Regions from separate parts of the Mus musculus genome. Here regions 1 and 2 are each linked to region 3. Evidence: chromatin contacts called from public Hi-C and promoter capture Hi-C data. All regions are on one chromosome and are shown on one strand. The core of a region is the stretch at or near the end of the contact, and the rest is flanking DNA. Distances in the headings are between cores, read along the strand shown.

Region 1 (3,789 bases), core at 233-2,732, 2.2 Mb after region 3:
TCCAGGACAGCCAGGGCTATACAGAGAAACCCTGTCTCAAAAAACCCAAAAAACAAAACAACAACAAAAAAACCTAGAGTTACAAGATGGTAAGATGGTGGTGAGCCACCATGTGGGTACAGGGACCTGAACCCAGGTCCTCTGGAAGAGCAGCTAGTGCTCTTAACCACTAACCCATCTTCCTAACCCATTTATGTATGTATGTATGTATGTATGTATGCACATACGTATGTGTGAGTGTGATTATTTTTGAGGCAGGGTTTCTCTGTTTTATAGCTCTGGCTGTCTATGAACTCAATATATAGATCAGACTTTCCTTGGAGACCACTTGCCTCTTCCAAGTGCTAGGATTAAAGGCATTGTGTCATCAAGCCTGTTTTTTTTTTTTTTTTTTTTTTTTTTTTTTTTTTAGCATTTTTTGGTCACTGGCTTAGTTGATTTACAATGTCCTAACTTGACTGACTTCATTTTGTATGGTGGAGGTGAGTGGACCAACTGAGGTAGTTGCTTTTCTCCTGCTCTGTGGGTTCTGGGGAACTCGAGTCACCTGACTTGGTGACATCAGCTCCTGTTGTCAAGACTGTGCTGGAGCAGCTACTTTCTAAGTGTTTTCATCTATCTGCTGACATTTCACTTCAAGTAGCCACACAGAAAAGCAAACCGCTCTGGCTTTTCCTGGCTCATTGGCCACCCTCAAATAACTGTCAATACATCTGCAATTAAATGTGTGAGTGCTCAGTCCAGAAAGCCACCTTAAGACTTCTTGCTGGGATCACTCCTATTACCAAAGGGCAGTGCTAGGACCACTCAACAAAACAGAGGCTACAGGGACTGAGGACTGAGCTCTGACTACATGGATGATGGAAACAGAAAAGTGGATCACCTGAAGGTTAGCTACTGGCCCCGGGGTGGAAGAAACACCAGGAATGACTGATAGTTATTCACTATGGCCTTATTCTAGACCTTCTGATGGAGCATCATCTGTGTGGGTGGTACAAAATAGGCTGGAGCTAAGAATGGGCTGAGAGCTGAGTGTTGAGAGTCTCGGCTTGTTAGAGTCGTAGTCAAATTCCAGGCTGAAGCCGAGAGTCTCCTCTTGCAGTTTCTATCGTTGGCTTCAACTGGCTGAGCTCCAGCAGGTACCATTTGTACAGGGAGTGAGTGTGTCCGCATTCTGTACATCACAGAGCGGGCAGGGAAGGGTGGCTAAGAGATCTGCGAGCAAAAGACGAATAAAGGTATGCTCTCCATTAAGCCACCTCTGAGTGCCACTGCTATCATAGTCCTGAGTCAGCGACTAAGAAGGGAGCTTTCTGCGGACCACCGAGCATCCGGGCAGGAGCGGCGGAGCTGGGCTCCCAGTGACGAGGACTCTCCTCCTCCTGCGTCCCAGACAGCACAGAATTTCTCGTGTCTGCGTCTGATTTTTCCTTTGCGGCAGCGCTCAAGCCTCTCCATCTCAGTATCCCCGTTTCCAGGACTACCTCCTGGTGACGTCAAGGGGCAGAGGTTCCAGACCTCTGAGAACTCACTTACGAGAGCCCTGCGTAGTAGTCCGGCGCCCCTGTCCCTGTGTGGCTCAAGCGCACTCGGACTCCGCATCCAGTGCTGTTCACAAGCAGCGCCCAGACCGCAAGCTGCGGACGCGTACGGGCATCCTAGGAACGCGTTGCTGCGAGCGTCGCCCAGCAACGACTTTTCCAGCGCGGAGAAGCTGCCAAGTGCAGAAGCCGGGAGAGCGCACGCGCGTCTCGCGCGGGAAGCGGTGCATTATGGGAGGCGCGCGCTTTTGCCGCTTCCGCGAATATGGCGGCGCCGTAGTTAGGGCGCGGGATCCTGGGGCGCGGGGAGGCTGCAGTGCGCAGTCCGGGCGCGGTAATGGCGACTCCGGATCAGAAGTCGCCCAACGTTCTGCTGCAGAACCTGTGCTGCCGGATCCTGGGCCGGAGCGAAGGTACGCGTCCCGGGGTTCAGGGCTGTGGAGACTGAGCGCCATGACCCCCGCCGGCCGGGTGCTGTTCTCCCCGGCCCCCGGGAAGGAAAGGGGTGCGGCTCGCGGACTGTCCCTGCCCTGGGGGCCCAGGCCGGAGCTGCTGTAGCGGCCGAGTTTGTTTTTGGGTTCGTCCAGACAGCACGGCAGCCTGCAGCTCTGCTTCTGCGTGCTTCTCACTCTGCTGTCACCTTTGCCTCTGGTGATGATGAGTCCTGGTTAGATGATGCTCGCTTATTCCTGGACGGTTCAGCTAGCGAATAATGCTTCTAAGAAGCCAGACCCCCAAGGCAGTCCTGCCCACTTTACCCGTACTGTCGCCGCCGTAGTTGGGGGTGGGGAAAATGTCAAGGATCTGGTTTCATGAAGCTCATTTTGGAGATGAGTGGGGACGCGTCTTGAGGGAAGGTTTTAGTAATTGACATGACTGGGTTGCCTTAGAATGTTGAGACAAATCGCGCAGGTTTTCAAGGGAAGACTTTAAACAAGAACCGAGTTTTAAAAACTGAGAGAGCCTTTTGATCTTTCATAATTTGTAACAACCTATGTAACAACTTGTCAGCGTAGAGGATGAATTACTGTGTCACTACTAAACCGTTGACTTAACTCCCTTCTTGCTTTATTCCTTGTAGTGTTTCACTGTGCAGTTTGTTCATGTAAGAAATCTTTGAGGCTTCCTCGACCCTATTATGCCATGAGAGATGCTCCTGTCTAATGGAGGGAATGTGACTAGCACGTTGGTGAATACACAGTGTTTGTGGGTGATAAAGGGCTAGGGAGAAGGCGGATAGGAGGAGCTTAGAGTTCCAGTATCTGGGGAGAGTGTGAGTGCAGAGGATAGTTTACTTTTCTGAAGGGAGTGATCCAGTCATAGGCAAAATTAGATAACTAAGGCTTAACACGCCATACCATCATTTTTCTTTTATTGCATTGGGTCCAAAATTTTTACCTTCCAGAAAGAACCTCGTAGTTATAGCTAGATTTTGAAGTTATTCATTATGAACTTCTAAATTTGAATTTTACATTAAGATCCCTTTTGATAGAAGTTTCACAGCCTTCAGGTGATTGAAATGCTACTTTAAAGCAGAATCCTGTATCCTCCCATTTTCCCACCCCCATTTGTGATTATGTCTTGTGAATCGCTGGACTTTCAGAGAGATCCAGGGTAAAGCTCATTAAAGATGATGCTGTCTTCTCTGTGGATGGAGTTGAGGGATGCAGAGTCAGCTGGGTTCTCTGCCCTCACACACTTTGTTGATATTTTGTTGTGCTCTGACAGGTGTGTAGCCATAGCTAATTGTTGTCATCTCTTTTTCCTGATTCTGTTGAGCATGACTTCTTGTTTGGCCATTCAGATCTCTTCCTAAGGTTGTATTTTATTTTGTTTTCTTTGTAACATATGTTCTTGCTGGGTTGCTTACCCTTATAACTTTGAGTGTTCTTTATTTATCTGGGTACAGTGTTCTTTATCTGCTTTCTCCACAAGGTGGAAGGCAAGGATGGATTCCTGAAAGCAGTGCTGCCTTACTCCCCAAATGCTCCCCTGGAAGAAAGAGGAAACAAAACAAAACAAAACAAAACAAAAAACACTTAACATTATCATGATTTGGCTGTCATGTGAAGAACTGTTATCAAATCCAAAGTCATAAAATTTCTTTCATCTTTTTGCCCTAGAGAGGTTCTGTTCTATTGTTATGTGTGATATGAGTTAGTTTTTTGTTAAATGGTACAAGTTGAGACTATTTTTGAGCCTACCAAAGGAACCATCTTCCCTTAACTATACTTGTCTTATTCTTGTC
Region 2 (3,381 bases), core at 1-2,500, 2.1 Mb after region 3:
TGAAGGCTTGCCTAAGGGCACTGTGGAAGTAAAAGACAGCACCAGGGACGGAAAATTCGTCCTGTGGCCCTGGGAAGCTGGCAGGTGACTGTCTACAGGGACCAAGAAGACCACCCCTCCTCCTTTCGCTTCCCACGGGGGTGGGGTGGGGTGGGGTGGGGTGGGGAGGGCTGCAGTTTCCTAGTCTCATTCTTTGCTTACTGGAAGGCCAAAATTGGATGGAAATTAACCAGAAAAGCAAGAAGAAAAACCCGGGTAAATTCCCCTTCAGAAAAACCCACATCCAAGGACAAGTGTCACTCAGAGAAGCTAGAGAGAGCCGGCTCTGGTCCCCTCCGTACCCAGCCCGCACTGGGCAAGGCACGCGCTCCTCAAACCTGTGACCACCCCGCGCCAGCTGCCGTACAATAGGTCCTTGTGTCCAGCTTAGGGAAGACAAGCTGTCCCGGGGCAGATTCTCTCTTTTCTGTACACACACCCACTTTGCTCCATCCCGGCTGATGGATGCCACCTACCTCCCTGGTCTCCCCTGGTGAGGCACTCCGTCACTAACCGCGCAGCAGCATCCAAGGGAGCCGGGAACTACGCACTCGGACCTGGCTGACTACTTTCAGAGATGGCAAACTTCACTTCTGACTCCCCTGTGGAGGCTCCCCGCTTCCCCGCAGCCCCGTACATATGTCCCAGCCGGTCCCGGTCCCCGCGTCGGCCCGCCCCGCTGGGGCTGAGCGCAACCCCCATAAGGATGGATGTCCCTCGACCCCGGGATCGACCCGGCTGCAACTGCCTTCCGGGTGGGCCTGGCCGAGCGCAGGTGGAGCGCGGCGGGGACCCGACGGCGGGACGTTCCGGGCCTGAACCCTGACCCAGACCCGGACCCCGGACCCCGGACCCATCACAGAGAGCCACTCACGTATCTGCGCACGAGCGTCCTCAATAGACTGCAGTCCATGGTTATCGCTCCCGGCTCCGCGAGCCCCTGGGCTGCGGGCGCTAGCGCAGCCGCCCCCCGCCCGGTCACGGCCTGGGCGGCGCGGGGGGCGGCCGCGGCCCCTCCGCGCTCATGCCCCGCCGGCGGCGGCCAAGGGTCTCGGCCCGCGCGCAGGCGGCTCGGAGGAGGCGGCCTGCGCCCGGCGCTACTCCCGTCGGGCCGACGCGGCCTGCGCTCGATGCTCCGCGCCTGCTCCTCCCGCGGCCGCCGCGCCTCTGGAGCCGGCTCTGCCCCGCTGCGCCCCGCGCGTCACGGGCGCGTGTGAGCATGCGCGCGCCGCAGCCCCCGCCCCGGCCCCGCGCGCGCCGCGACTCCCTAGCGCGTCGCCGCCGCCCTGTTGCTTCCGCCTCCCTGCGGGACTGGGGGAGGGGGGGCGGGGGGGGCTGTCATCGCCCCCGCGTGGCTCGTCGGGTGCTGATCCACCCCTTCTCCACCCCCGCCCCGTTCACTCCTCTTCTAAAACGGAAGCCTGGCTGTGAGCCCAGGACTCCATGGCGAGTGCCATGGGCCTGGGTCCCTAGGCCTGCGGGGGGGGGGGGGGGGTCACACCTCCTGCCGTGGCGTGGACAGAAGACACAGGATCCTCAGGTGGCTACAGGGAGCGAACATTACCACCCCTTTTGGGACTGACTCCCTTGGAGACCAAACCAAACACGTCCTGATCCAGCTCTCATGACTCACTACTCTCTACCTCTACCTACTCCTGGGGCCCAGTCTCTGTCCTGCCTTCCAGAAACCAGGCCTCAGGGAAGACCCTCCACAGTCCTGGGTTTTACCTTGTGGTCCAGCCCCCTGTCAAATGCTTCCTGCTTCTACCTTACAACTGTATCACCATGGCTAGCACCCAGGGAAGGTGGTTCTTTGCTGCCTAGGTGTGAAGTGGCACATGGCTGAACAACCTTCCTTACCTCCAGCCCAGCCGTAATCTAGCTAATGTTTACTGGTTCCACATCCCTTGCTTTTGCTTCTGATAACGGTAGAACCAGAGACGAGGGATCTGCAGTGGCCGATCAGGAGCACCAGACCTGAGGATTAGGAATGTATTTGAGAGCGTTCTGACAGGGTGTGGAGGAGATCTGACTTTGCTATGGTTTGGATTAGACACTGGTGGCAATGGTGCCAGTGACTAAACTGATCTCCTGAGCCACCACCGCCTTCTACCCTGTTTTCTACCTAAGTTCTACACCAGTGCTCACCACGGAGCACCAGCTACAGACACCCAGCCAGCCTCAGGGCAAAGGGTTTTCTCTCCGGGCTTCCTGGACTTGCTGTGAGCCTGGTGGAGTTGGCAGTCAGCGCTCATTGGTACTCCTAGCTGTGGTGTGGACTCTTGAGGACAGCAGGCCTCTATGTCTAGGGACTAGCTGCTGGCCTCAGTGGGCCTGACTGGGCTGTTCATGTGTCTCTGATGCTCTATCTCTTTCCTACCATGACTGCTGGGCCAAATTGTAGGCTATTGGCCAATTACAATTGCAGTGGGTATTCCTGGCACAGATGTGCCTCAGGATAAAGCCTTCCTATCTATCCTTAGAGAATGTTCTACTTGGAGGAATGTTTCATTTCCTTCCTTCCTTTCTTTTTTCTTGTTTGGATTTTTGAGACCGAATCTTCATTCTAGGCTGGTCTCAAACTCTATACAAACATCCTGCCTCAGCCTCTGAAGTGTTGGAACACAGGAGTGAGCCCTGGTGTCTAGCTTATTCTTCATACAGAGCAAAGCACTTCCCTGGTGGTGCAACAGGAGTGAGTGACTTCATCCTCTGAGCCTTCACCCTTTGTGGGGCTCAGGACTCTCTGGCTCCCTCCAGCTGACACCATTCATTCTAGCAAGTGGCTGACTTGCTAATTAACACATAGAGGAACATGCTGGAGGCTGTTTAGGAAGGTTTCCTTGCTTTTAAGAAATCGAGAGTTTATTGTATATGGGATGGATCCCCCAGACATGTTGTGGATGCCAACAAGAGCCTGCTGACAGGAGCCTGATATAGCTGTCTCCTGAGAGGCTCTGCCAGTGCCTGACAAATACAGAAGTGGATGCTCACAGCCATCCATTGGACGGAGCACAGGGTCCCCAATGAAGGAGCTAGAGAAAGGACCCAAGGAGCTGAAGGGGTTTGCAGCCCCATAGGAGGAACAGCAATATGAACTAACCAGTAACCCCAGCGCTCCCTGGGACTAAACCACCAATCAAAGAAAACGCATGGTGTGGGACTCATGGCTCCAGCTGCCTATGTAAGCAGAGGATGGCCTAGTCAGTCATCAATGGGAGGAGAGGCCCTTGGTCTTGTGAAGGTTCTAAGCCCCAGTGTAGAGGAAGGCCAGGGCCAGGAAGTAGGAGTGGGCAGGTTAGTGAGCAGGGGAAGGGGGCAGGGGATAGGGGGTTTTCGGAG
Region 3 (3,391 bases), core at 60-2,559:
TTTGTTTCCATAACAACTAGCACCTAGAGGCTAGGGCGGGTCTACCAGAGCTTGGGTGGGTGTAGTGGAATCTCATATTTTCAGAATATCTGAGGTTTCCTTAATCATAGCCTTTCCCACTCTTCCTAGAGAAAAGTTTAAATAAAAAAATACAAAACACGGGAACAAGTCCAGTGTATAGCTACAGATTTCATACATAAACACGGTCAGAAAACAAATATCGATACCGACATGAATTCAAACAGTACTTAGGAGCAGCCACCTACTCTGTCATTCCGACGACTCTGAAAGCCTTCTAAAAGGGCTTAGGCACCCTTTTCTAAGGCAGCAGCACCCTAGCCCCAGGACCTCCCACGGTGTGCTGAGAGCTAGGGGTCCTTCCTATTCCCGCTCCCCTTCACTAAGTGCTGACACCACCCAGTCCTACCTCGCGGAGATCTGACCAACATCGCCTTTCACCCTCTGGTCCCATGATGATCCACACTCAAGTTCCTCATCCCCTAGCACTGTACAGACCTAGCCCAGCGACCGTGGTCCATCACTTTGCTGCCCCAAGTTCTCTTGCGACCCAGGTCGACCTATCCAGTCGGACCCAGTCTGAATCGTCCACCCGCGCCCACGGTGGCCCAGGACCTATACACCAAATGGAATGCTTCCTCCTCGGGTGGCCAAGCAAAGACTGCGCTGCTGCAGGCAGGTGTATACAGGGTGCCCTTCACGTCTCACCTGCATTCAGGTGAGCAGAAGGGGGGCGCCGCCTCTTGGTCCATCAGCTGCTTAGACTCGCTGTCCCAGGAGCTCCTGAGCCGTAGACACACCTCGTGACCGGAGCCAGATAGAATACCGGTCGCTGAGTGGCACTGGAGACTAGGGCCCCACGCCCATCTGTGTCCCCGCCTCAGCTGGGCACCCCGCTTTCAGGCCATCCCGCCCCTAGCACCGGAGAAATCACCCACGACAGTGTCGCGCGCTGAGCAAACACTATCCACTGCGCACGCGCACTGCTGAAGCCCTAAGCCTCGCCTCCCTAGGACGCTACCAAGGTAGACTCGGGGGGCACGAGTTGGGGTAGGATCATCCCATCCAGCGCCATGGGGGTGCCTGGAGCAGGCTACACAGTTCGCAGCGCGCTATGCTAGATTTGACTATCGTAGCTCAAGTTGGTGCTGGGACCTTAAGAGTGGTACGGAGGGATCAGTGGAGGAATTCCTCAACCCCCACCCCAACTGACCTTCCACGATCCTCTGTGTGGACCGTCCCCCAAGACCCTCCTACGTACACCCCTTCACTCCCTGTCCCTTCCCTCTTTCCTAAGTCCCTAAGGCCTCTGACGTCAGAGCGCAGAGGTGAAACGCAAGCGCACGCGTCTCCTGGTTGGTGCTGCCAGAGCTCCAGGCGACTGCATGGAGTCGAAAAACTTGCTCAGGCCGACAAAATGGACCGCACTGTGTCCCTTGCTACAGCAGCATTGTCTTCCAGGCGGTGGTAACCAGCTCCTGTCTGCACAAGTACAGTTCGGGCTTACGGTCCCTTAGGAAAAGGTGGCTGTGAGGCGTGTGCAGAGCTACCCTGTGCTCCTGCTAAGAGCCGAAGCTAATTCAGAGCCAGCATTATGAGAAGAGCAAAGACCTCCCGACCCATTCCATGTACCTACTAACCAAGCGGGGCTGGTAGGGTAGCGGTGAGAGGTGCGGAATCAGTCCCCTCTCTCTGAGCAGATAATCAGCACTTAGTACCCTCATCTACCTAGCATAGCAGGAAAACCAACCTGGCTCGGGATTCACGTCTGGCCTCAGCACTCCTTGTGCAATGTCTGCTAGTCAGGTGCTTGCAATTGCCTGGCCCTTATCTAGACAGGGCAATTGCCCACCCTACCCTGGATTGCAGACAGGTGGCCACATAACAGAGTCCTCCCTAGAGCCCTTTATCATACCATATCTTGATAATTAACAAGATAGCTGGTTTAAAAGACTAGAAGGAATAGCGTCCTGTACATACCCACCCTCCTGGTTCTGATATTGTCTCTGAACACCCAGGAATTGCAACATAGTTAACCAGGCCACCTGCAGAAATACCTTTGAGAAACATCACACAAGATGGATAGAATGGCTAATGAGCTGTGACTTCAGCCCTGTGCCCCTGTGACTTGTGATAAGGGTCCCTTTACAGCAAAGATTTTACACCGACGTTCAAGTTCTGTTATTTTCCTGAGGTTTCATCAATATTTGGTGCACCCCAGAGTCCATGGTTGGCACCTTAGTTTTTCCACTTGGCTGGTATGAGCAATAACATAGTTTCAAGACCACCCTAAGCTGCTTGAAACCCTGTGTCAAAATAACAAGAGAGATCTGGGTGTGTAAACAGCGTTTAGTAATACTGACCTTTGGCCAGGTGGAGATAGGAAGGTCAGGGGTTAAAGGTCATCTTCAGGGAAGGAGTTGATTTTAAGGTCAGCCTGGGTTAGACTGTTTACAAACACACCTTTCCTATCTGACCGCAGTTCCTGCATCATCACCTGCAAGTTTGCACCCCAGGCACTGTTTCCATCTGGCCAGCCTGGCTGGATGTCTCCTCTAAGCCCTCCTTAAGCCTCTCTTGTGTCAGGTTCCCACACCACACAGCTCACTCATCCATCCAGATGTTACAGTTGCCTGTCCCAGGCACTATGACCTCGACTGTTAGTCTCAGGCAGTTGCCCTCTGTTACTGTGTCATAGGCCGTTTGGAGAAGGCAAACTGGAATGACTTTAATGGAGGTGGGGGGGGGGGTTAATTTAACCCTCATTTCCTGGTAGCAAAATGTACTCATTGCGATATTTCATTGTTTCTTCAAGAAGACATCTCTTTCTACCATGCGAGTCCTGGGTATTAATGTTCAGTGTGGCATGCCCAGAAATACACACAAATAAAATAATAAACAGATTATTTTTTTCTTACAAGGCATTAGCAGGTAGACAATAAGAATTCTCTTGCCAGGTATTTGAAAGAGAGAAGGAGTGGGGGTGGGGTGGTATATGTGAGAGGAAGGGAGGGGAGAAATGATGTAATTATATTATCTCAAGAAAAAAAAGAAGGCATTTCTCCTATCTAATTCTTGCTTTTGGACTCAAATGTGGTGGAGTTCTCAAAGGGGTGTGTCTCTGGGTGAGATAGGGAGAGAGATTCCTAAACTTCAGTGCACGGAGTCATTTCCCAGAGATCAGTAGTATTCATGGGACCAGGAGGCACAGGCTCTTATATCTATCTAACTCATATGGTATGTTAACAGCAAGCTCCTCTTCTTCTCTTCTGTCCACTATGTGTGCAGTGTGCCCGGCCTTTGTCTTGTGGTGCAGGGTAATGCACACTGTCTCTAGGGAGAGACTGGCTATCAACCTGCACCTTACAGAGAA

Evidence for each region. Hi-C and Micro-C count contacts between places; a contact is called where the count stands out from the background. Capture Hi-C pulls out chosen DNA fragments and counts their contacts.
Region 1: a Hi-C map of CD8 T cells shows a contact between it and region 3, with 7 times the contacts expected there. The contact joins the promoter of 4931415C17Rik here to the promoter of Cln8 in region 3. A contact is called at or near these places in 2 of 39 promoter capture datasets (liver and pre-B cells), 2 of 484 Hi-C or Micro-C datasets (CD4 T cells and CD8 T cells) and 1 of 9 other capture datasets (adipose tissue).
Region 2: a promoter capture Hi-C map of liver shows a contact between it and region 3, with 2.6 times the contacts expected there. The contact joins the promoter of Atp11a here to the promoter of Cln8 in region 3. A contact is called at or near these places in 1 of 484 Hi-C or Micro-C datasets (CD4 T cells) and 2 of 9 other capture datasets (adipose tissue and liver).

The regions. Positions count from the first base shown.
Region 1 is chr8:12,670,120-12,673,908 of GRCm38.p6, reverse strand. 4931415C17Rik (RIKEN cDNA 4931415C17 gene) reads right to left here and starts at 1,482. Exons shown (of 2, transcript NR_166502.1): 1 at 884-1,482. It overlaps Tubgcp3 (tubulin, gamma complex associated protein 3), which reads left to right and starts at 1,809. Exons shown (of 22, transcript NM_198031.1): 1 at 1,809-1,954. The coding sequence starts at 1,879.
Region 2 is chr8:12,754,885-12,758,265 of GRCm38.p6, reverse strand. It overlaps Atp11a (ATPase, class VI, type 11A), which reads right to left and starts at 1,250. Exons shown (of 30, transcript NM_001293667.1): 1 at 914-1,250. The coding sequence starts at 952. Gm33587 (a long non-coding RNA gene) reads left to right here and starts at 1,370. Exons shown (of 3, transcript XR_378725.3): 1 at 1,370-1,579.
Region 3 is chr8:14,886,454-14,889,844 of GRCm38.p6, reverse strand. Cln8 (CLN8 transmembrane ER and ERGIC protein) reads right to left here and starts at 1,309. Exons shown (of 3, transcript NM_012000.3): 1 at 727-1,309.